Linked DNA regions of Mus musculus: all the other regions are linked to region 1. A link is a contact called in public Hi-C data. All regions are on one chromosome and are shown on one strand. Each heading gives the region's core, a stretch centred on a gene start, on an enhancer-like site or on the middle of the called end of the contact. The rest is flanking DNA. Distances are from core to core; before and after follow the strand shown. Region 1 holds the start of 4930555A03Rik (RIKEN cDNA 4930555A03 gene). Region 2 has its middle 20 kb from the start of Adgrl4. Region 3 has its middle 71 kb from the start of Adgrl4.

Region 1 (3,156 bases), core at 412-2,911:
CCCATTTTCTTTTGCTAGATAATAATTTGAACTATATGGTGATGCTTCTATTTCTTCTCTGTTTGTGTGTGTGTGTGTGTGTGTGTGGGTGGGTGGGTGTGTGTGTGCACATGCACTCGAATGTGCACTTGTGTGTATGTTTGTGTGTGTACTGAGTACAGAACTTAAAGTTTAACTTCTCTAAACATATTTTTTATACATTCTATGACTACCGTATATCCTCAGCCCCTACCATGGTGTTGACAGTTTCTCCAGAGCCACCTTCTGCTTGGTATGTGACTGACTGACATTTGCCAAGTGATGTATATACCAATCTCTTATCTAACTTTAAGTAATTGAATAAAGTAGGTTTAACAGTGTTGGATTGTCATCATCTATAACTGAACACAAGGAAGCCAACGTTGCAGAGATGAGCTATATGATGCTACTTCAGAGGCTGCTTTTGAAAGATTCATGTTAAGAAATGTTTATGTATAATATGTATGTGTATCATATTTTATGTTCCTCAAACTTTGACTTACATTTTGAAGTAAAATGTATTATAATGTCTATATTCATGAATTATATTAAGGCTGATTAATAAAGACTTCAGATCACTTTTTAAAGTATATTATAAAGAGGAACATCAAATAACTATACCATATTTATTGCCATTTTATAGATGAAAAATTAATTATTTTCATATGCATTTCTTATAGAGTTTATTGCTGAGTACTCAAAGAGGAAAAAACATCTGCTTCCTTTTTTTTAGAATTTTTCATGAATTAGGTTCTTGATAGAGATTACTGCATCAGCAGGCCTGGGTGGTTAGAGACCAAGAACCGACAGAAGAAAGGTGAGAAGCCATGACACATCGCTTTCTTTCTAATGTTTATTTGTTTAAGATTTTGAAAACTATTGTCAGAACAGTATATTCTGAAGCTGAATCGCAGCCGTCTGCCTTAGAAGTAAAATTCACACTGAATTATTTAATTAGTTCTATACCAGATAAATTATGTTTGGTGTTTTCTGAATCAAAACAACTCTTATCAGGGCATTTGATGTGGTTCTTAGTAGATACCAGATTGTTTAATCCATGCTACTCAACACGTTGCTGTGTTTAGATTTGTTGCTACAAGGATGATTCCGTGGCAGTTTTATTAATGTTTATTATTTGCATGTCTATGTTCCCGTGTATCTGGTTATACAATGCCTGCAGGCACACGAACCATGCCTTATTTAGAAGCCAGTGGAGTCTTCCTCTCTTTCCATCTTTATGGGGTATCTGGTCACCAGGTTTGTACAGCAGTCATGTCACCTGGTAAGCTATCTCCCTGGTCCTTTGGTATTTCTATGCAGATAACCTCAAAGACAGTTACTGTGGACTGGTACCTACCACTCACAACACATATTAAAGGTTTGACTCTTTCATAAAAGGTAAGAATTACACACTGCAAAGGTCAAAGTATTTCTTTCTCCTTTCTCCAAAGGTCAGGCCTTGTTATATTTATATTGCTACTTGAAAGCTGTGATTAAACATTGTTATTTGTAGTGTTTTAGCATTAATCAACATCTGGGTGAAATGTCAGAATCAACTTCCACTTTCCTAAGGAGTTTGCCTTACTCTGAGCAGCTGGGTAAGAGTCGAGAGGAAGCAGCTCTGTCCCACCATGCAGTGCGTCAGTTCCAGGAGGAGGGCGCATGGGGTGAGCTCAGGGCAGAAGGCTTTTGTTCCAAAGCCCCTCTGACCTGAACGCACACACTCACAGCGTGCCCTGTATCTGGCTCAGAAGCCGTCGCTCCGAAGAAGGTAAAGCGAGACAATATTTAATACTTCAAAAGAGACTGATTGTATTTAAGGCTCAGCCTTTATGAGTCAAGCACAAATTTTCAGATTGCTTTTTCAATGCCAGGAAGCAAGATCCTGGTGTGAGAGCAAGCTGCTCCCTCACAAACAGAAAGAGAACAGGCCGCAAAGGGGGTGGGGGGGACCGTAGTCTGAGGGCCTCTGACTCACCAGAGATCACAGAAGGCCAGCTGTCACCATTGTTACTCTGCTCTTTTAGAAGATAACTGTCTGTCTTACTATTCCTTTTAAAGTATGCCAGAGCAAATCCAGATATTCTTTAATTAATACTCTCAGGGTGGTTTGAATATTTAAAAATAAGGTTTTGAAAAACGTACAAGGCAGTATCACACTGGGGAGGCCGAATTGCAGACGTAAAGTTGACTTTAGCCAGTTTTCTCCTACCCTCTTCTAACACAAACTGGTGAAGCTCTGAGGTTGCCCTTTAAAGGCAGGTGAATTCTAAAGGGGACGGCAAATGAACAGATTTCTCCCTTGGTGTGTGTGTTTAACCATGTGAGCTAATTTCCTATTTCTCATCCTCCAGAGCAGCCTTCAGACTACCAAGCAGAGTAATTCCTCAGAATTGTCCCACGTTGTCCTAGAGAAGTCGTCTTTATAGGCATGGAGTAGGGTGTCTGCAGGCCTCCAGTCAATTCCAACCGATTTCAACTGCCAAAGTTAAAAGTTGCCATTGCAGTTACTGTCGGACCAAAGTAACCCCTGAGAACTCTCCACATTTGTAAAACGGACTGAAAGGTTCAGTGGCGTTTCCCACCTGGAACAGGACTAGTAATGCTTTGAACGTGAAGAGGTATTAATGGCCACTTGCCCTTTAAACCACAGAGGGACAGCTGAGCACAGTGACCTTCTAGCCCAACTTGAGAGAAGCAGGAAATGGGGTCTGAGGCTGAAGGTTCAGATGATAAAATGCCCCTCGGGAAGATAACGAAATGCTTCATCCGATGGTGGCCCAAGACACCTCTTAAAATCTAAGGAAATCGTTTCCCTTTTAAAAAGCTGCTTTGTGGAAATAACAAGTGAGATCTTTTCCTGCTGTTTGTCTCTCTGCCTGAATCCGGACATATTTTCTCTCACAGATGTCAATCTTTTGCTAAAAGTCTATAAATGATATTTCTTTTAATAGTCCTAAAACATAAACTACTGTTTCCTCCAACTCTTTCTAGGTTCCCAGAATGTTTCCATGGTCTTATTCTATTACAATGTTTGAAACTTTAGTAATATTAAGAAATCCATTCTCCACATGAGTCCATCAGCTTCACTCTGTTCTCACATATTTCCCCACAGGTGGCTGGACAGGGAAAATCTAA
Region 2 (3,156 bases), core at 307-2,806, 120 kb after region 1:
TACAATAGCTAAGGTTTGGAACAAGAGTAAACACCCATTAACAGGTGGGTGAGCAGAAAAGATCTACTGCACACTCAGTGGGGCTTTATTTGACCGTAAAGAACAGACATGTGGCAATGTTGGGGAAATGGTTGGAACTACAGACCAGTGTGCCAACCCACATCAACCAGGCACAAAATGACAAACCATAACTGTTTCTGTCATATGTAATGTCTTAGTCAGTGTTACTATTGGTATGATGAAATGCCATGACCAGAAGCAAATTTTGAAGGAAAAGGTTTACTTCTTTGGCTTACATTTCCATATCTCTCTTCATCACTGAAGGAAGTCAGACTGGAAACAAAAACAGGGCAGGAACCTGGAGGCAGCAGCTGATGCAGAGGCCAAGGAGGGGTGCTGCTTACTGGCTTGCTTTCCATGGCATGCTCAGCCTGCTTTCTTAAAGAAGCCAAGACCACCAGCCCAGGGATGGCCCTACCCACAATGGGCTAGGCCCTCTTCATCAATCAATAATTAAGAAAATGCCCTACAAGTTTACCTATAGCCTGATCTTTTGAATATATTTTCTAATATTGAGGTTCCTTCCACTCTGATGACCCTAGCTTGTGTCAAGTTGACATTAAATTAGCCAGTACAAGTAAGTGGTGCTTAAATTCATCAATGAATGTCATGAGAATAACATGGGGCCAACTTGGAAAGGACTTTCCGTGGGAGGGGGAAGGGACAGGAGTGACTGAGGATGATAAAGTGCGTGTATGGATAAGTGAGAATGTCCTGTAAAAGCCCTCAATTCACATGGACACTAATTTTACAAAAACTATATTCTGAACTTTATCTCCTTCCTTATATGATCTATCATGGTGGCATTACTCCTGCCTTTTTGGATACCTAATTTGACAGGGAAGAGAGAGAGAGAGAGAGAGAGAGAGGGAGAGAGAGAGAGAGAGAGAGAGAGAGTGTCTCTTTTAACAAGGATGATTTCTTTTGTAATTTTCCTTCCAAATATTTTTAATATAATGACAGCTTTTCTTTTAGCAAAAATATTTGTGGCATTCATTTCCCAACATCGAGTTATTAAAATATGTTTGGTTGCATATCATGTGTGTGCACCATGCTGAGTGAAGCAGAAGTCTTTTCAACAGTTGATATCTGCTTCCTCCTTTTCTGTAATAACTCTCTGTCTTCAGTTAATTGAATTGACAGGGCACCACCCAGGTTTCCTCTGACAGTGTTGTTAATCTACTAAAAATACCCTTTCCCCGAGTCAATAGAAAATAGGTGGTCCTTATCAACCTCAAAGAATGACTTAACTGTGTGTGTGAAAGAGCACAAAAGAATCAGTCTCCATCCTTGAAATCTGAGTTAGAATAAATCCTGGAAATAGCAGTTATTTTATCAGGGAATATGGACCTTGACATTTCTATACTTAGTCAGCTTAACTCTCTGGTTAAGGAAGGGGGAAGAAACCTGACTTAATCATCTCAGCCTCCAAATTACATCATATATAGCGAGTCTTGAAATGAAAATGTATTTTACCGACCTGCTCCGTGAGGCTTATATCCCTTGCTGTGACAAAGTATTTAGGGAGAGAAAATGACAGATGTTAGGCACATTAGCACAATGAATAGTCACTTCTTCCCCCAGATGAAGCGCTTTTATCACGGCAATTTATCATGAACAAGATAGTGATTTAGGAAGACGCATTAGAACCGCAGCTCATACTGCAAAGTGAGTTAGCAGGAGTGAAGCATGGCTGCCTGAGAGATGTAAGCACAAGCCCTTCAACCTGCATGCATCCGCGGGACGTTTTTACTTCTGACTTTAATATTTTGAAACTGAATATCATCACTTAACACTGAATGAATGAAGAAATATCCAGAGCTCAGAATGCTTCAGGCTGAGCTAGAGGCAGGGAGGTGAGCCGTGATCCAGTCAGCAGTGACTGCCCTGTGCACTGCAACTGATATGCTCACATGTTTTTTTTTTTTTATTACTGGACTAATTCGTAGCAAGTATTGATTCAACTGCCTAAACAACTGCTAAAATTTCAACCATTTTTATCCACATTCTAGGAACAAGTATGTCAAATTTCCAGAAACAAACATTTAAAACACAGATAATTTATGTTTGATTATGTTACTTATTTATTTTTTATTAATCATTACTAACAATTTGAAGTGTTTTTTTAAGTCCAAATCTTTCTAAGAAGGTTGCTAGAAGGTGGAGAAGTGTGAACCTTAGAGCCTAAGGGGAGCCTTTGTGAGTCCAGGGAGCCATCCAGAGCTGCCCTCTACTCTTATTCACTGACTTCCTCCTGGAAGACCCCCTCTCCCCCCTTCCCCCGCCCTCAGCTACAAGGACAAGAACCTTGAACATCAGGAGCTCACTGTTTTCTGTATGACGATTAACATGCAGTTTGAATACAGTGTAGTCATAATGTTCAGTACCTGTAAGAGAAGGATAGACAACTTGCCTCCGCCTCTGAGAACTCCTCAATATGTCAAGAGATAAAAGTCTGTGGAAGTCAAGGAAGCAAGACACAGGAGGTCTGAAGGGTAGAGCCACCTCCACCCAAGTTCCAACCCTTCCAGTTAAGAATGGATTACTCACAGGACACTGGATAGTGTTAGGGGAGAAGTGCCACACTCAAACAGACACCATTTTAGTGTTTGGGTATATGGGTGCCAGGTGGCCAGAGCTGCCGTTTCTCCCACTCAAGAGAGAAAATGCGAGAAACTCTGGGAAAGTCGCTTAAACTTGAGTATGGTTCAAATTTCATATCTCCTAGTATGGTTCAAACTTCATATCTTCATAACTCACATTCTATATTTCAAGGCAAGGGGAATTAGCTTTGTAATTAACAAGCTGTGTGTGTGAGTGTGTGTGTGTGTGTCTTAGTTTCTGTACGTCTCTCTGTATGTCTGTCTTTCTGTGTGTCTGTGTCTCTTTGTGTATGTCTCTCTGTGCCTCTCTCTCTCTCTTTCATATACAGAGAGAGAGAGGGAGAGAGAGAGAGAGAGAGACAGAGAGACAAGAGAGACAGAGACAGAGACAGAGACAGAGAGATACAGAGAGAATACAAATTCAAAGTTCCACTGAAATATTTAGTCATAAAATTTCATCCTAAGTGAGCAACTCCCCCGTTTCTTGTATCAA
Region 3 (3,156 bases), core at 423-2,922, 72 kb after region 1:
TTTTCAATAATTTAAACTATAATCATATTCTTTAGTGAAATCAAATGCATGATGCTGATTCTAACAATGTTTAATTTGCCAATCTTTATAAGCTATAAGAGGAAGATTAACAATACACAAACTAAATTATAAACGTATTTCTAGATTTTAAATTAAAAAGAAAAGAATGATTTTAAATTTTGTTTACTGGGTGTGCTTGGTACATGCTTGCTGCATGTGCACATCAAACTGCTAGACTGGTAGCAAGCTTTTTTTTTTTTTTTTTTTTGGTTTTTCGAGACAGGGTTTCTCTGTATAGCCCTGACTGTCCTGGAACTCACTTTGTAGACCATGCCGGCCTCGAACTCAGAAATCCGCTTGCCTCTGCCTCCCGAGTGCTGGGATTAAAGGCGTGTGCCACCACACCCGGCTCTGGTCGCAAGCTTTTGGCCTAGGTTCTAGGGATGCGAACTCTATTCTTCATACTTCCAACAAGACATATTCTTACACACTATGCAATCTCTCCAGTCCCAGGAAAATAAAAGCCTTAAGGAATTATCAGCTAATTTAATCAGACTAGAGTGAAATAGCAACGATGGTATTTACTATGAACAAATAAATTCAAGGGTTGTATAGGCATGCGTGCGCACGCACAGCACACACATACAGGCACGCAGGCACTGAAGGCAGCAGAGCCCTACTGCTCCTATAACAGAGTAGCCCTCAAGCGTACTACTCTGTTACTGTCATTTTATTTCCTGGAGTCAGCATCTCTCTCTCAAGCTAGACCAAGTTTCAGGGATATTCTTGTTGAGGTTACAGGCATGAAGCATCACTCCACTTCAAGTGGGTGTTATGGATTTGAACTCAGCCCCCTGCACCCCTGGCCTCCCCCCCCCCGCACCCCCCCCCCCCCCCCCCGCTTATACAGCAAGCACTCTTACCCTCCGAAGCATCTCCCATCCCTGTTTCATAATATCAACTGGTTTCCTATACGTTCCCATCGACACTGGATGTTTTCAGTAGCATTCCCACAGCACGTTCTTCATTTTCCTTACTTATTTCTAAATGCAATTTAAATTCTAGAGGACACGACACAGATCTCTCCGCAGGTGTATTATCTGGCCTAGCTTTTCTGTACTTCCTGGAAGCTTAAATGCATGGAAGAACGCTGTCGCTCTCTGCTGATAATTGCTGTCTTTCATTTCTAGGAGATCGCATCGTTTGTTCGAAGGAAAGGAAGGGACAATATTTCCATGTAAACATAAATTATGGAGAATGTATCGGGTCTCTTGCTGAGGACATAGGCAAGTTCAGTCGGGGAGGATGGTGGGCTTCCTGGTGCCCTCCAATGGGAACAACAGGCTTTTGTTGTTACTGCAGTTTTTCCACTTGAGAAAGACAAAGAAGCAGAAAATAGACACAAACAGGGATGTCTGTTTCCAACTTCGAGGTAATTGAGGGGTTGGCTCATTCTGCTGAGAGAGCACCAGAGGAAAAAAATCCATTACTGGACTGGAGCAAAGAACCTAGGGAGAGGCCAGATTGCCAGAAGTATGGATCTCACACACAGAAAGCAAGCATGAGACAGGCCCCCCACAGCTTAGGACAGAAGGGCTTCTTCCCTGCCCTGCAGGAGCCAGAAGTGAGACTGAGGATGCCGAACAGTCTGGCCTTTGAGGGGATTTCGGCTTCCAGATGCCTTGCAGTACTGCCAGGCTGAATTATGTTAATTGAACCTCTTCCTACAGCAGGGTTATTCCAAAAGAGGTCTGCCAGGGTCCAGCTAAGTATGCATGCCGAGAAAGAGAGCACAGGACGCTGCCAAAAAATGTGGAGGGGGTCCACACACCTGAGCCAACATGCATTAATTAATTAATTAATTATTGGAATAATGGTCTCAAAACAAGTTAAAACGTTTCTGCACTTTGAGAAGAGACAGTTTGCTCAGTCCTCATTGCAGTGCTCAGAGAGGGGTATGCCATGTAGCCAAATTTACTACTTAGGATCCTCTCCAATGACCCCTTGCCTTCTGCCAAGAACACCAATGAGGAGTACAGCTAAGTGCTTTTTATGCAAGGTGACTGGGCTATTCTACACACTCTTGCCGAGCGGCAATGGACATGGAGTGCTTCACACTGCCATCAAGGGAAGGACCAGGCTGTGGGAAGTTTATGTAAGAAGGGTCCACTGTGAAATAATCAAGAGCCAAGGTTTTTGTGTGATTGCCAACAGATGATGATAGACTAAGAATGGCTGATGGTGGGGGGCGGGGCTTGTGGTAGGGGGAGATGCACACATAGGAATATGGTTGGGAGCAATGCACACATAGGAATATGAGTCACAGCAATGGGTGAGAGCAGACTGAGAATGGGAGAAAGGAGAAGAAATAAAATAGAAAATCAGGATTAAAAAAATCTGTTTCTCTGCAGGTTTTGGAAAGTATATTCTTCAATTAAATTCCTATATTTATGAGAGAGGATATGCACATACACATGGATAGATGATTGATAGATAGATTAGATAGATGATAGATAACATTTATATAATCACACTGTGTATTTATGGTAAATGAAGAACTTCATGCTCATAATACTGCTTTTTAAATAAATAACCTTGTCCTGTGCTTTGTTAATGCTAGTTCGTGAGCAGACATCTCTCTATCCATTAATAGTCAGATGCATTATCTAGAGGCAACTAATTCCAACTCATATTGCACGAGTTGATCTCCACAGATCCTTAGTAGTTATGTCTTCCAAGTGGAGTCAACCAAACCCACAAAGCAGAATTGGATGGGGACAGGTCCTAGGAGAAACACATCTGGAAAATCTGGAAAATATCTTTTTTTTTGTATCCACAATGCAAGTATGAGTGAAATGAATTCTAACGATGAAATGAGTATCAGACATGCACACACACACACACACACACACACATGCCACACATGAAAACTATGCATTTTATATTTCAAAATATTGTTTTCATATTTACCCAGTATATATGTGTGCACACCAAGTGTGTGCAGTGCTCACAGAGGCTGGAAAAGGAAGTCAGATCCCCTGTGGCTGGAGTCACACATGGCTGTCCTTTTTGGAACTGAAACATAAACCTAGCTCCTTTGCAGCAGCAAATGCTCTTCATTGGTGAGCCACCGATCCAACTACAAGAAAAAGTATT

Evidence for each region. A called contact is a pair of places that touch in the nucleus more often than the background predicts.
Region 2: a contact with region 1 is called in a Hi-C map of LSK cells, with 1.9 times the contacts expected there. The contact joins the enhancer-like site here to the promoter of 4930555A03Rik in region 1. A contact is called at or near these places in 1 of 15 datasets of contacts at CTCF or cohesin (the NIH/3T3 cell line), 6 of 484 Hi-C or Micro-C datasets (LSK cells, cardiomyocytes, liver and 3 more) and 5 of 115 datasets of contacts at active chromatin or transcription factors (bone marrow-derived macrophages, cardiomyocytes, heart atrium and 2 more).
Region 3: a Hi-C map of cerebellum shows a contact between it and region 1, with 1.8 times the contacts expected there. The contact joins the enhancer-like site here to the promoter of 4930555A03Rik in region 1. A contact is called at or near these places in 3 of 484 Hi-C or Micro-C datasets (cerebellum, cerebral cortex and long-term hematopoietic stem cells) and 2 of 115 datasets of contacts at active chromatin or transcription factors (heart atrium and neural progenitor cells).

Annotation. Positions count from the first base shown.
Region 1 is chr3:151,292,501-151,295,656 of GRCm38.p6, forward strand. It overlaps 4930555A03Rik (RIKEN cDNA 4930555A03 gene), which reads left to right and starts at 1,662. Exons shown (of 3, transcript NR_166406.1): 1 at 1,662-1,789; 2 at 2,373-2,639.
Region 2 is chr3:151,416,680-151,419,835 of GRCm38.p6, forward strand. No RefSeq gene overlaps it. Among named protein-coding and RNA genes, the nearest start is that of Adgrl4, 20 kb to the right of the region's middle. Within about 2 kb of position 1,557, at least 26 of the 459 cell types and tissues checked have an H3K27ac peak or open chromatin away from gene starts, as enhancers often do. A contact at or near this core is called in LSK cells and bone marrow-derived macrophages, where this site is marked.
Region 3 is chr3:151,364,864-151,368,019 of GRCm38.p6, forward strand. No RefSeq gene overlaps it. Among named protein-coding and RNA genes, the nearest start is that of Adgrl4, 71 kb to the right of the region's middle. Within about 2 kb of position 1,673, at least 22 of the 459 cell types and tissues checked have an H3K27ac peak or open chromatin away from gene starts, as enhancers often do. A contact at or near this core is called in cerebellum, where this site is marked.